Regions from separate parts of the Mus musculus genome. Here region 2 is linked to region 1. Evidence: chromatin contacts called from public ChIA-PET data. All regions are on one chromosome and are shown on one strand. The core of a region is the stretch at or near the end of the contact, and the rest is flanking DNA. Distances in the headings are between cores, read along the strand shown.

The links. ChIA-PET counts read pairs in DNA pulled down with a chosen protein or histone mark.
Region 2: a contact with region 1 is called in an RNA polymerase II ChIA-PET map of memory CD8 T cells, with 76 read pairs. The contact joins the promoter of Iqcn here to the promoter of Use1 in region 1. A contact is called at or near these places in 4 of 39 promoter capture datasets (cranial neural crest, embryonic stem cells, hippocampal neurons and 1 more), 3 of 484 Hi-C or Micro-C datasets (embryonic stem cells and stem cell-derived neural progenitor cells), 10 of 115 datasets of contacts at active chromatin or transcription factors (VIP interneurons, embryonic limb bud, embryonic midbrain and 2 more) and 3 of 9 other capture datasets (adipose tissue, embryonic stem cells and liver).

Annotation. Positions count from the first base shown.
Region 1 is chr8:71,365,404-71,369,859 of GRCm38.p6, forward strand. Use1 (unconventional SNARE in the ER 1 homolog (S. cerevisiae)) reads left to right here and starts at 1,814. Exons shown (of 8, transcript NM_025917.4): 1 at 1,814-1,966; 2 at 2,241-2,290; 3 at 2,367-2,445; 4 at 2,556-2,708; 5 at 3,147-3,159; 6 at 3,447-3,474; 7 at 3,729-3,900; 8 at 4,124-4,329. The coding sequence starts at 1,832. The coding sequence ends at 4,306.
Region 2 is chr8:70,699,552-70,704,007 of GRCm38.p6, forward strand. It overlaps Iqcn (IQ motif containing N), which reads left to right and starts at 2,474. Exons shown (of 4, transcript NM_001370847.1): 1 at 2,474-4,020. Jund (jun D proto-oncogene) reads left to right here. Exons shown (of 1, transcript NM_010592.5): 1 at 1-1,065. The coding sequence ends at 532.

The sequences.
Region 1 (4,456 bases), core at 564-3,063:
ACCACTCAATAGGAGAGAACCCATTCCACAAGTTGTCCTCTAATCCCCAGGTGTGCACTGTGATGTATGACACAAGAGCACATGCACACACAAATAATCAAATTTAAAATGTAAGACATCCCACCCAATGCCAGGTCTTAGGTATGTGTGACTGTTGTTTCTTTATTCCATGTCACTCCATTTCGGTCAATCCCAAAGTAATGCAGGTTGTAGCAGCAGGTGAGCAGAAGAGCAAAAAAATGGTACATACATACAACACAGCATCTTTCCTCTTTAGAAAGGAGACACATTCTGTGGGTGTGGTAGTCAGGATGGCGTGCAGGTACTAGTGTGGCACAGGCCTTTAATCTCAAAAGAGGCCAGTCAGGGCTGTATAGTGAGAGCTAGCTCCGAACAGTGCTTACTGTTCTTTCAGAGGACATAGGGCTTCTATTGCTGGGAAGAGACACCATGACCATGGCAACTTTTATAAAGGAAAAATTGGGGGGCGGGGGGGGCTGGTTCACAGGAGTTTAGTCCATCATTGTCATGTCAGGAAGTATGGTGACACTCAGACAGAGGTAGCTGAGGAGTCCATATCTGAATCAGCAGGCAGCAGGAAAAGGACTGTATTCCAGTAGGCCTAGTTTTTGAGACCTCAAAGCACACCCCACCCCATGGTGTACTTCCTCCAATATGGCCACTGCCTGTGGTTTACTATGGGCTCATTTTGATTCAAACCACAAGCAACAAGGCTCAGTATTCAATTACCAGCATCACATGGCCCTCACAGTCACCATAACTCCAGTGCTCGGGGATCCAGTATCATTTTTGTTTTTTAAGGTTTAAATAGTTTTTTAGAGACAGGGTTTCTCTGTGTAGCCCTGGCTGTCTTGGAACTCTCTCTGTAGACCAAGCTGGCCTCAAACTCAAAGATCCACCTGCCTCTTTCTCCTGAGTGCTAGGATTAAAACCCTACCACCACCCTGCCCAGGTTAAAATGTTATGTTTAATTGTGTGTTGGTGTGTGCATATGAAACGTGAAGAAATCAGAGGTGTCAGATCCCCGGAGTCACAGGCATCTTTTCTAAAAACGTGGACTGAGACGGCTTGTCTAGCATTTCTAATGCTCATAAGTTACATGCGAGTGAAAGAGGTAAACCTAATATTGGTTCACAACCACGGTAAATCCAGCTCCAGGGCATCCTGGCTTGTTTTATAATCCTCATGGCATTCATTCCCTGATCCCTGAATTTCTCATTGGCTAAGTTCTTCGGGAGGTACAATATTCTCCATCCTTCGGGGCCTCGATCATGTAGCCGACTACATGTAACCTAAAATGAAAGAGAGTTGCTGGTAGCTAGGGAAGGGGGGGCCATGGACCATGATTTATTAAAGCTCAGGATGCTGGCAGCCAGGACTGGAAACTAGCAGGTCCGGCCAGATGGAAACGCCCAACTGACACGTCATCAAGCAGGGTCGGGGGAGACCCCAGGTCAAGGTTCCCGCTACAGAGGTAGAAAACACGTGCACTGCGCGCGCAGAGGCGAGGTGAACAAGCGGAATGCAATGACCGGCGAGGGAAGATGAGGAATGGCTTTTCCAGTCCTTTCAACGAATTCTCGCCGGACATAATCGGCTGTTCAGGGCCTACATGGACTACAGAGACTCTGCTTCAAAAAACGAAAAAGGCCAGGTATCAAGACCATCATTTTAAAAAGAGACAGGGACGAAAACGATTTATCTTTGAATAAACTGCGGCTTGAAATAAAACTCTACTTCCGTCCCAAGCGTAGCAGGGCGGACCTCGGAGGGGAAGGACCTCACTCAGGCACTTCCGCCCTTTTCTAAGATGGCGCAGGCGGAAGGAGCCTATCATCGCCCGCTGGCGACGTCGCGGTTGGAGTTGAACCTGGTACGGCTGCTTTGTCGCTGTGAGTCGATGGCGGCAGAAAAACGAGAACCGGACGAGTGGCGACTGGAGAAGGTGAGGGATTCCCACGCCGCCGCAAAGGCCTGCGAACCAACTCCACAGGCCACTGTCTCCGCTCCTTCTGGTCCGCGGCGACACGCCCCTCGTGCGTAACCCCTGACGTCCTAGTTTTCTCCCTACAGCTTCACGCACAGGCCACGCCCTCTCAATTCTAGGTCTTCGCTTATGTCCCCTCCCCTCTCTGACTCCTCTCCGGGTCCCACCCCTCTCCCTGGTTTGCTCCTGCCTTGGGCCACTGGCTTGGCTGACACCATACCTTCCCTCCCAGTATGTGGGTGCCCTGGAAGACATGCTGCAGGCCCTGAAAGTTCAAGCAAGGTGAGTGTGGGGGCACCGAGTCACCACCTCCTACGACGGCACAGCAGCAGACTAACTTTTTCCTGCTGCCTTTCAGTAAACCGGCCTCAGAAGTGATCAGCGAGTACTCCCGCAAAGTGGACTTTCTGAAGGGCATGCTGCAGGCCGAGAAGTTGGTGAGCCTGCCCTCCCATCCCTCAGGCGGGCCTCACTCAGTTCCCCACAGCCCCTAGGACCAGGGCACAGCCCCCCAGTAACTCGTCTTCCCCTTCCTATGTCTCCTCAGACCTCCTCCTCTGAAAAAGCTCTAGCTAACCAGTTCCTGGCTCCTGGCCGCGTGCCCACCACAGCCAAGGAGCGGGTGCCTGCCACCAAGACTGTACATTTGCAGTCTAGGGCACGTTACACCAGTGAGATGCGGAGTGAGCTGTTGGGCATGGTACGATTCCCTCCCTTGTACTTGGGACCAACCTCTGGATAGCAAAAAGAGTAGTCTTCAGAGGGGAAAGACTGGAATAATACCACAAACTCTAGTGGGCCTTAGGCAAGGCTTCCCCAGGAAGGCACTGTGCTCAAGAAGAGGAATTTGGCTGGGTGGTGGTAGTACACGTCTTTAAACCTCAGCACTGAGGAGGCAGAGGCAGGCAGATCTTTGTGAGTTCAAAGCCAGCCTGCTTGCTCTACAGAATAAGTCCAGTAATCAGGGCTACACAGAGAAACTCTGTCTTAAAAAAAATTAGCAAAACAAAGAAGAATGGACCACATCTGGTTAAACCCCAGAGTTGGCCCCACAGCTTTACATGAGTCAGCCCAAAGCAGAGAGAGATTTAGGGAAGATATCAAAGAGCATGGCCTCATTCCTCTCTCCTCCCCACAGGAACCATCTGGAGGTGAGACATGCTGAGCATGACTGTTCCTGCCACCCCACAGCCCTCATGCCTGCCCATCCCCCTTGATTTTTCCCAGCCCAGGAAGAGGTCCCAGGGTCATCTTTGCCTGAGGGGAGGCTGAGAAAGAGGATGGTTCCCAGCACAGTGCTAGGCCATTGAGAGGGATCTGGGACCAGGGAGAGTGGGCAAAAAGCAGTTCACAGGCAGAACAGCATTTTGCTGATCAAGGTCAGAAGTTTGGAAACAAGAAAGCTATCTTCTTTGTTCTTGGCCTCTTTTGCTTCCAGAATGTGAGGTGGACATGAGGAAACGAGCGTGAGTATTTCAGCCACAGCGTGACAGGGAAGGGAAATGAGCGGCTGAAGCTGGGGCCCCTGAGCTGCTATAAGGACCAGCTGCCTGCTGGAAGTCCTTTCTGGGGCTGCTGTTCCCAGAATGTAAAAGAGCAGGGGAAACTGAGTCCCCAGTAGAACTGAGGGTGGTGCCATGGGCCCTGGGATCCTTGGGAAAGGGCCACATGGATGTCTTTACCTATCACTACTGGGGACCTACAAATGTGGCGTCAGCAGTGCGAAGGGGTCCAGACCTGCAGATGAGAGGCAGTCAGCATCCGAGCTAGACCTCGTCCTCCAGAGGCACCAGGGCCTCCAGGAAAAGCTGGCTGAGGAGATGCTAGGCCTGGCCCGCAGCCTCAAGACCAACACACTGGCTGCCCAGAGTGTCATCAAGAAGGACAATCAGGTGTGGTAACACTGCTGCCTCTGTCTGCCTCAGAAAGCTCTGCAAAAAAGGGGCATTGTGACTGGTGTTTTGCTGGTTGAGCAAGAGTTTGTTAAAGCCCAGGGGGAGGGGGTAGCTGAGCATGCTTGGCCGAGGTCACACTATGCACCAGAAGCACAGGCTACTCAGGAAAAGTCATACTTGGGTCTCAGTCTTGTTGACACAGCCCCTTCTTCTCCCACAGACCCTGTCACATTCACTCAAGATGGCAGACCAGAACCTGGAGAAGCTGAAGCTGGAGTCGGAGAGATTGGAGCAGCATGCACAGAAGTCAGTGAACTGGCTGCTGTGGGCCATGCTCATTGTCGTGTGCTTCGTGTTCATCAGCATGATCCTGTTTATCCGAATCATGCCCAGGCTGAAATAAAACAAGAAAGCCTGCACACCAACCCACATGTCTTCAGTGCTAGCAGTGTGTGTGTGTGTGTGTGTGTGTTGCAGGGGGTGCCTGGGCTGCAGGGTGGTGCCAGCCAGGACACCTCTATCCTGAAGTCAGCCTACAGCCCTTCACCTGGCC
Region 2 (4,456 bases), core at 1,224-3,723, 670 kb before region 1:
GCCTCCCGCGCCCGCCGACCTGGCCGCCACCCCCGGGGCCACGGAGACCCCGGTCTACGCCAACCTGAGCAGTTTCGCGGGTGGCGCCGGGCCCCCTGGGGGCGCGGCCACCGTGGCTTTCGCCGCGGAGCCAGTGCCCTTCCCGCCGCCCCCGGGCGCGCTGGGGCCGCCGCCACCTCCGCATCCACCGCGCCTGGCCGCGCTCAAGGACGAGCCGCAGACCGTGCCGGACGTGCCGAGCTTCGGCGACAGCCCTCCGCTGTCGCCCATCGACATGGACACGCAAGAACGCATCAAGGCGGAGCGCAAGAGGCTGCGCAACCGCATCGCCGCCTCCAAATGCCGCAAGCGCAAGCTGGAGCGTATCTCGCGCCTGGAGGAGAAAGTCAAGACCCTCAAAAGCCAGAACACCGAGCTGGCGTCCACCGCCAGCCTGCTGCGCGAGCAGGTGGCGCAGCTCAAACAGAAAGTCCTCAGCCACGTCAACAGCGGCTGCCAGCTGCTGCCCCAGCACCAGGTCCCGGCGTACTGAGCCCGAGCGCGGGGCGCATGCGCGGACTAGCTGCGGTGGGGGGGCGCCCCGGACTCTTTCGAGACTCGGTGCCCCCGGACTCGACAAGCCGGACCCCCCTTAACTCTGGATGGGGAACCCGAGCGCACGACCCCCGCCCTCGCGCCGCCTCTCTACCCCCAGTCCTGCGCGTGGCTGCCCCTTTGTACCTCCGAGTAGGGGCTCTAAGGGGCGCGCAGCCTCACGCTCTGCCTTTCCTTTTTTTTTTGCCTTTTGGAAGAGAGAACGGGAGTGTCCGATTCCGCCCTATTTATGTTTCTACTCGGGAACAAACGTTGGTTGCGTGTTGAGTGTGTGTTTCCTTGTGTTGGTTTTTTAAAGAAACGGGAAGAAGAAAAAAAAAACCCTCTCCCCTCCCCCCCCCCCCGCTCTCTCTCCTCCCGACACCATCCCCTCTCTTTTTGTTTGGTTTTGTTTTGCTACGAGTCCACATTCCTGTTCCGTAATCCTTGGTTCGCCGGTTTTGTGTTTTCAGTAAAGTCTTCGTTACGCCAGCTTGGCTGTCCGCCTCCTTCTTCCCCCGCCTGGGCTGAGGGTGGGCGGGGCTAGCCCTCTCCCATCCCCCTCCCTCCTCCTCTAACCTCTTTCCTCCCCTTCTTCCCCCCCCCCCTGGGGGGGGGGAACGCGGCGTGGGCGCGGGCCGTGCCTGCACATCTGCTGCGCAGCGAGCGCCACCTAGGTGCACGCTGTCGGCCCAGGTCCAGGTGGCACCAGGACGCAATCCTGGACTAGCCTATCAATTTAGCTGGTATATCCTTTAGGAAGAAGAGTGACTACATGGGAAGGGGCAGAAGGAAGTGCTTACAAGCTTGGGGCCTCCGGGATTCATCCATACAGAAAAGAGCTGGGCTTGCAGCCTGTGCTCACTAGATTTTATTCGCCTTTGTTGGTTTCAAAGGGTACCTCAGACCCAGAGCCTTCTCTGCAAGTCTATGTGGGAGCCTAGAATCATGTAGGTGCATTTAAATATCTCCCTGACACGCCCCCTTCTCGCAGCACCTGCTCTATTTTGAGGAAACAATATTCAGCGAAGTAAAGCAATTGTCTTGAGTCACATAGCATCTTTATTTTTGAGACAAGGATACTTCATGTAGTCTTGACTGTTCTGGAACTTTCTATGCAGACCAGCCAGAGCTCCCCCTGCCTCTGCTTCCTGAGTGCTGGGGTTAAAGGTATGTGCCATCACACCTGCCTGTTTCATCTCCGTTTTCAGTGCCCTGGGCTTAGAGCAGATTAATCAAGGTCGTCCAGCTCAGCCCAGTGGGAACATCTGACCCTAGGTCTCGTCTCCCCTCCCCTCCCCCATGTTATATATACAGTTTCCTGTCAGCCCTGGCCACTGCTGTTGAGACCCTGGGTCTTGAGGCTCTCAGGGTGTCACTGTGGGTGATAGGTCACATGGTAAGTCCCAGTGGGTGGCAGGTGTCCCTAGACAGCTGCTGAGTGCCTGCCTGCCCGCCCTGAATGGAACTCTTGTGGGTCCAGCTTGGTTCTGGCATCATCCTAACATTTGGGAGGCCGAGGCGGGAGACTCCTCAATCCTAGACCAGCCCAGGCTACACACCCTGTCTAGTAAGACTAAAGCTAGTAATGAAAAGGCTTGAACATAGGTTCCCTGGATGCTGGGATGACAATCTAGTTCATACAGTGTGAGGATGGAGCCCAGGGCTGAGTTTCCTGGGCAGGCACTCTCCTGAGCTTCGGGCACATAAGAGTTCCAGCTTGGGTACCATGGTGGAGTTTTGCAGCAGCTATGAAAGCTATACTCTTCCTTTGTGGGCCTCTATCTTATGTGCTCTGAAAAGGGGGTGTCCTGATCTTGGTTCCCCTCTTCCCTGTCCCTCTCAGGGCCAAGATGATTATTATTATTGTTGTTTTGTGGGTTTTTTTTTTTTTTTGAGACAGGGTTTTTCTCCTGTAGCCTTGGCTATCCTGGAACTCACTTTATAGACCAAGCTGACCTCAAACTCAGAAATCCTCCTGCCTCTGCCTCCCAAGTGCTGGGATCAAAGGTGTGTGCCACCACTGCCCAGCTGGGCCAAGATTATTGTACCCCTATTACACAGCAGTGGCCCAGAAACCTGTTCTACAGGCTGTGAACAGCATAGTAGAAATTTGAACTCTGACCTCTCCTTTGGCCCTTGAAATGTTGGGATACCATGTACACCAGTGTCTGCAGTGTTCTGCTTTTGTAGTGTTAGATGGAATCTGGATCTTTATAAAGATTTGTGTTGTTTGAGATGATGTCTTACTGTATAGCCCAGACTGGCCTCGAACTCAGTTTTTCCCACCTCTGGGACTAAAGGCATGTGCCACCACAGCGGCCCAATGAGGTTTTGTTGATGTTGGGAGTGTTTCCAGTCAGCTGATCAGAGCCAGGCTGGGCCCTGCAAGCCTGTGACTTAAGCACTTGCAATGTAGAGGCAGAAGGGCCATGAGTTTCAGTCCAGCCTGGGGTATATAAGGAGCCTATCTCAAAACACCAAGGACTCTTGACAGAGCACATCATGTGCCCAGGGGGCCTGGGCTCAGAGTTCTGTTCCCCAGCATTGAAAGGCTGGCTCTGCAATTCAAGTACATTTCTTTCCCTGAGTCTCATCTAGCACATGGGCTAAGACCACCATATCTAGGTGCCCAAAGAAACAAAAGGCTCACTAGAAGTGCTCACAACAGCTAAAGGACAGAGGAGAGAGGCAGGGAAAAGCCACAGGGTTGTATGTCTGCTCTTTGCATAGAGGCCTTGTTCTAGTAGCCCCTTGGCCAGGCGAAGTGGTTCTGGCTTGAGCCTGCTGTGCATAGGCCAAGGTGTGTGTCAGCCTTGGCTGGAGCATCTATGACTCACACTGGGTATGAGCCCAGCCTGGGGAGGTGGCCCAGAACATTGGCTTCACTCCATCTGCCCCCTCCTAGGGCTGTGGCTCACACTGCATGACCTTTTATTTTTTTCTACACAGGGTCTCCATATGCAGCCCAGGCTGGCCTGGAACTCACCAAAATCCATAAACTCTCGGTGCTTGACTGTTGCAGGCCATATGAAGCTTTGCACGTGTCTTTTCATGCCCTCCAGGAGATGTCTCCAGGACATCTTGGAGGCTCAGCAGCTATGTCAGGTGGTGACAGAACTCCCTCCAAACACAAGGCAAGAGGGGGGAAGGCTAGCTCTATGCTCAGAGCCCTAATTTTCCTTCCCTGTTGGACCATCAGGACAGCTCAGATCCTCTTGTCCTGTCAGGGGCCCCAGTTCCAAGCTCTAGAACCCTTTCCCCTAAATGCTGCTGGGGATTGGTCGGAACTCACCTGGAGTCATAAAGACATTTGGGTGCCCCGGTTCCCAAGGCTGGCTGTCAGGGCTGGTGGCTTCAGCTCTGGGGATAGGTGAGTGGGCTGGTGGGGGTACCACACTCTGTCACCCAGCTCTTGCCAAGAATGTCTGCATTCTCTGGACTGCGGTAGGTAGCTAGGCCCTTAGAGATTGTATTTGGGTCCCTCAAGCCATGATGGTACTGTCCCTTGGGCACCAACCCTGTGAGCCTGTTTTCCTTCTCCAGCACCAAGGTAGGGTGGGCTTGCTCTGTGTGACTAAGATGGAGCAGAGGGGTCTCAGAGATGTGCTCACAGGCATCCCTAGACCACTGCCCTGGTGCCCCTCCATTTCCTCTCCGATCCCCACACCATAACCCTGTTTCTCCCCCTCTGAACTCTTATCAGGCCCTGTATCACCTGGTGGCTTTCCTTTTCTTTTTTAAATAGGGCCTTATGTAGCCCAGGGAAGCCTTGAACTTACTGTGTAGGTGGGGTTACCATGAATTGTGCTCCCCATGGTCCAAGCCCCACTTTCCCTGTGACATGGGCATCATGGTCTGATGACAATCGCTGATTGTGAGC